Regions from separate parts of the Arachis hypogaea genome. Here region 2 is linked to region 1. A link is a contact called in public Hi-C data. All regions are on one chromosome and are shown on one strand. Each heading gives the region's core, a stretch centred on a gene start, on an enhancer-like site or on the middle of the called end of the contact. The rest is flanking DNA. Distances are from core to core; before and after follow the strand shown.

Region 1 (2,976 bases), core at 153-2,652:
CAAGCTATTGGTGCCTAAAAAACGAAAGAATCTTCCCAATAGCAGTGTGTGCTCCTTATAGTTACAGATCAAAGGTTCTCCGTCTGCCAAAAACGACACTTCTCCCTGTCACCTTATTATTATTTTGTAAACAATGACTAGTTGTAAACTACAGCATAATCACATTCTACGATTCATAAATAGCACCACGGTTGTCTTATGAATTCTTGAGAAAAAGATTAGTTTAGTTTCAGTAAAACAGAAAACTGACAATCAATGCAAATTAAGCAAAGCCACTAAAAGCCAGCATATCCAGTAACTATCCTTCTCCACCAACATCATGAGTCAACATCAAATTCAAGATGATTGATTCTCAAACAAACCAAAAAAGTTTTATAACACCTTAGGAGATTCTCGCCCTCTAATTGACTATTGATTCAGCAACCAAAAATGAAATAACAAGTAAAACTTCCTAAACCCTAACAAGGGAAGATTACAAATCAAGGATCTTGGATTAAACTAGCAGTAATGGCATGGCAAAAACAAATGACACTCATCCACAAGACACACCAAGCAGCATTGTCAAATCAATCACATCAATCAAAATGCAGAGAGTGAAGAAAACTAGCCAAGTAAACAAGCACACCCACTTACATTTGCACCTAATCTAAAGAAAAACAACGATAAAAAACGAAACTTTAGAACCCAGAAACGCACCTGAAGAGGAGGGGTGGTAGTTTCGAACAACAAAGCATCAGGCTTGTCAGCAAGAACGTTGGATTTGGTCCACAAGCAGCTCAACCCACAATCGCAAGAGTAGAGATTATCCAAATTATCAGGAATCCAAGTCCACCCTTTAACCAAAACACTCACATGATTCATCTTCAAACCCTTACACTTACCGAACCCTTGCAAAGCTGCATCCTTTGACTGATTCAGCGCCAACCCATTACCCCATTTCTCCCTGAACCGCTGGCACCCCACCTTCGAGTCCCACCTCCTGAACGCTCCCACCAGATCGGTGAATGGCTCCGATGCGGCGGCGCCGGGAGTGAATCGAGCGCTTCTACTGGTGGTGGTGGTGGTGATAGGGGAGAGGGAGGAGGGGAAGTGGAAGAAGCCGGAGAAGAAGAAGAGGAAGAAGATGAAGAGGAGCATGATGGAGATGGTGATGGTGATGTTGATGGGTTTGGGTGGCACCAGCAGCATGGTGTTAATGGTGTTACGTCTCTGCTGGTGAGAGCTTGTGTTTTGGTCTCTCTCTCTCTCTCTCTCTCTCTCTCTCTTCTAATTTCTACGTCTCTGAAACGGGTTTGATTTCTTTGTCTCTACGCATTTGGTCTCCTTACTTAATTGAGATCTAAGAAGCAAGAAATGGCATATATGAAATTTCATAAATGCTAGTCAGATGTCTACTTAAATTTATAATACTTTTTAATATAAAAAATATAGACTAAACTGACAATTTAGTCTTTGCTTATTTTAATATCAGACTAATTAGAAGAAAAAATAAATATCAATAACAGTTTTTACAATAACAAACCGTGAATGGATTATATCTTTTTGTTTATAAATAACACGAAATCATATGAAAGAGTGAAAAGAGTTCACGTTAATGTTACAAAAAATAGAATTTTATAGTGTTTTGGAGATGCTATTTTAAACAAATACAATACATAAAATATATATTGTATTGACAATATGTAATTTGTGTATTGTAATTTAATATTAAAATAATATAATATACAGTCTGTATATTATTTTTATAAATTAAAAAAAGTTTGATCTGATAATTCATATTCTGTAAATTTATAGCCTCTAGAATTTTATAAAACACCATAACTTCCAATATTAAAAGATTACACCAATTTTTATTCAATATCCACAAAATTAATCACAAAATATGTCATGTTGTCTTTACATAAATTCGAAACCATCAATAATTACTTTTTATTTATCATGAACTCTGACAAAGCAAATGAAATTTTGTGCAAAAGTTATTATCTCTTTGACGATTTTCTATAAACAAACACGACATTGTAGTTAAATGTACATAAAAATAGAGAACATGATAGTTTTTTAGGAATTAATTTGTCTGACATCAAAATTATTAGAGTCCCAATTGATATTTTTAAAACTAATAATAAAAGAAGAGAAAAATAAAAAAATCAATAATAATTTATATTAGAGGAATGTTACACATACAAGTCTTTTTGACTTACAAGTCTTACAAGTTGGCACAAGTCCAACAAAATACACGCATTACACTTTCACATTCAAGAGTAAATAAACGCACGTTATTCAACAACTTCTTGTTTCCAAAGCACACTACTCACCATGCATTATGAACAACTCTTCTTCTTCTTCTTCCATGAAAACGAGTTTCTTGTCAAATTTGAAGATAATAAAACTTCAGAAATATACGCAAACGATTACAGAAATACACCCAAACGATTACAGAAATACACCCAAAGGATTTAAGAAATACACCCAAAATTCGTTGAAGTATACCTTATGTATAATTCAGAACTCTTTCTCTTTCTCCTCCTCATCTTCTACTTCTTCTTCAAAAACGATTTCAGAGCTTGATGTCAAAAAACAATGGAAGTCGAGAATAACGAAAAAAAACAGAGATAAAAGCACGTAAATGAAGAAGGAGAAAGAGAAGTCAAGAAACGAAAGAAAAGAAAAAAAAAGAAGAGGAAGAAGAACGTGCAGCAAGAAGAAAAAGAAGAAGGTGCAGTGAAAATGTGTAATACGGTTCGAAGCGCGTTAATATTTTTTTTGTGACTGAAATAAATTAAACAAAGAAAAACAAAACAAACAAAACAAGGAACTGCCTAAATAGAGGGATAGTCCCATTTAAGACTACTCTTAAACTCCTCCCAAGGTGAAAGAAGCTCCACATGCGAAAGTTGTAACTTCATCGCCATCTTTGCCATAGTATCTGCCACCGTGTTTGCATCTCTCATAATCAAACGAAAGTCAACCCGCCAA
Region 2 (2,976 bases), core at 129-2,628, 44 kb after region 1:
TTTCAATTTCAATGTTACGTATGTAGATCATCATGACAATTTCTTTCTAATTAGGTAGAATAATATACATGTATATACGATAGTAGATACAAAATTGAAAACCGTATAGTATCTAGAAGATTGGAGCAGAATAATAATAATAATAGAAGAAACTAGCTAAGGATAATAGGTTTATGAAATAGATGAGTGATAAATATGCATGGTTACGTTGGACGTAAACTAATGCATGTAATGCAGAATTGATTGATTCAAGATATGGAATATGTATAGAATGGCTCATCTATATATATATCGGTATCAGGTTCTTCTCAAATCTCATCAGAACCGTGGGCACAGCGCACTGCATGCTATACGTTGTTCCTTTTTATTTTTTGCTTCTATATGAAGACTTCATCCAATAATAATGTTCCATCTTCAATTTATTTCTTATGCTTTAAGTTTGGTATTTCAATTATAACCTACCTATATATCTATGTCTACGTGTGTCTGCATGCATTCACTTGTTTTGGACAACACTTAAATCTATCATTTTTTCTTTTATCTCTAATGTCTCTTCGATAAAAAAAAAGTTAATTTGACATTTGGATAGAATACAGAGATTTTAAAACTGTAAAATTTATTATGGCGAATTTGAAGTTTTATTTTTGTATGTTATGGATAATTTGATATGTAAGTTATCATATTTTTTGAAAATCAGATTAAACCGACCAATCAAATTGGTTGAATAATAAATTGGTGGCCAATTCAATTCGGTTCATAAGTGAAATCGTAAAATTTAGAACCACCATTGAGTATGTAATTAATTAAAGTTGAGTAAAGAATTTATTAGATGATTTGATATGTAAATTATCATGATTCTAAAAATTAGATGGAATCAACCGGTTGATAAGTAAATTACGCACACAAAAATTAAAGCTCATTCAAAAAGGTTTCTATCCGAATCAATCCTAGCGTTTCAGCTAACTCTTTGGACAAATTAAAGCATGATAATACTTATCTTTTTTCTTATTAATATAATGGAACTGATGATAGCAAAAAAGGCTGCTAATAATATTCTTGTATATCATTCCATAGGGTTTTGAGGTTTTCCGGATATATGCTTGATCCTCTAATGATATTTACACTTCTCTGCCCCTTGTTGGATCAATTAAGGCTTTCTTCCAATTCATAAGATAGATTTCTAATTTTAGATGGCCTACTTTTTGTTTGCACAATATTGTTTTAAGATTTACCGCGTTTTTGGTAGAGGATTTATAGTGATTTACCAATGTTGTTTTTTGTTTTTTGTACAATTTACCATCTATGTATAAAGTATGGTATGCCATGAACGAAAAGGATAAAGCCCAAGGGCCCTAAACGTAGTAGATCCAAAAGAAATAAAGCCCAGAAACCAGGCCGAACAAAGCAGTCCAGACAAAACTCGAGGAGAACAAAAAAACTGGAGGAGAGAGAGTGAGGCTTGCATGACTGAATGAAACAGAAAATGGTAAACTAATCTCTCTGCATAACTAACTATGCCAACTAATAACCAATTTGAATTGAACGAGTAGTCAGCTCACTTGTCTGTTTAAGTGTCGAGAGTTCGAATTCAGTCTTGTGCATGCACCAACCCATTGATCAGCAATACACCCTTTTTAAGCTCATATCTGCGACGGATTAGTTCTTAACCTAACAGGTTAGGAAATTCCATGAAAAAAAAAAAAAAAACACTAACTATGCATACTAATGTTGTTGGTTAGTGCTAATTTTATGGAAAGTGCTGATGGGAAGGAGTTACAAAGCAATTTATGTTTGTTGGTGTCCCCTGTGATGGTGTTGGACGTTTTGTGGCTGGTCTTATTATATAGCCTTTGGTGTTTTGCTTTCTTTTACCATAACTCATATGGTCTATATTTAATTTTATACATAGGCAACATGGTAATAGTTTCTTTAGAGTTTAGGGTGTGATTGGATCTATACGGCTAAAACCAATAGAAATACAAAAGTAAAAGAATAAATAAGTACATGAATTGTTTGTGTCTCTCTTTCTATTTTCACAATCAAATAATAAGCTTTCTGTGATCATATTTATATTCTCTTGTGTTATATCCACAATATTCAAACAGAATTTTAATAATGCATTATATTATTTGAATATAGATATTTACCTTTGATTATACACTATATATGTGATATAAGTACTAATCCGAGGTCTACATTAAGCTTTATTTTATATATATTTTAAAAAATGATTAGTCTATTCAAGAAGATTTTAATGCTGTAGTTATCATAAAAGGTTTTTTCTGTTTCAAATAAATGACTGGAAATAGAAGTTTTATGTGAGGAGTAGTAATTTTTTTGTTGAGTTTAAAAAAATAATAAATTAATTGATAATGACTAAATATTATTATTAGGTTAAAAATTTAATTATATGTGTGATTAATTTGTTATTTGTATAGAAATTAATAGAAAATAAAATAAGCCCAATAACAAACTTTAGATCCATAAGTTTTAAGGAAATAGTTGGTTATCATACCAATACTTTTCCATCAAAACAAAAAACAAGTTTAATGCCAAATTGACGATCCAAGTCCAAGATCATATCACACTTACAGGGTTCAAAGAAATGATTGCTAACTAAAAAATAAAATTTCATTTCTATCTAAATCAAATCAAAGTCACCCAATTAGTTCTCTTTCTTCTCTTTTCTCTCTTCTCTCTCATCCGCGTAAAACATTCTAAAAGAAAAACAAAAACAAAATAAAAATAAAAAATAGTCTAATTGGGATTCAAATTAAAGAAAAGAATGGATTACCAAAATTAAGCAAGTCAAAAGTTAGGGTTTAAAAGTCAAGATCAAATGAGGTAAATCAGAAAATCTTTTTTATTTTGGTGCTTTATTGATAACTTGTTGAAGATGTTATTCTCCCTTAAGCACCAAATTAAAAAATTAAAGAAAGTGAAAGCTATGAAACTCTGCTACAAATCAAAGGTCAA

What was found. Hi-C and Micro-C count contacts between places; a contact is called where the count stands out from the background.
Region 2: a Hi-C map of an unstated tissue shows a contact between it and region 1, with 10 times the contacts expected there. The contact joins the enhancer-like site here to the promoter of LOC112776158 in region 1. A contact is called at or near these places in 5 of 8 Hi-C or Micro-C datasets (leaf and an unstated tissue).

The regions. Positions count from the first base shown.
Region 1 is chr19:149,292,716-149,295,691 of arahy.Tifrunner.gnm2.J5K5, forward strand. LOC112776158 (alpha-(1,4)-fucosyltransferase) reads right to left here and starts at 1,403. Exons shown (of 3, transcript XM_025820191.3): 1 at 697-1,403. The coding sequence starts at 1,188.
Region 2 is chr19:149,336,828-149,339,803 of arahy.Tifrunner.gnm2.J5K5, forward strand. It overlaps LOC140182469 (a long non-coding RNA gene), which reads left to right. Exons shown (of 2, transcript XR_011878092.1): 2 at 1-427. Among protein-coding and RNA genes, the nearest start is that of LOC140182469, 5.3 kb to the left of the region's middle. Within about 2 kb of position 1,379, at least 3 of the 3 cell types and tissues checked have open chromatin away from gene starts, as enhancers often do.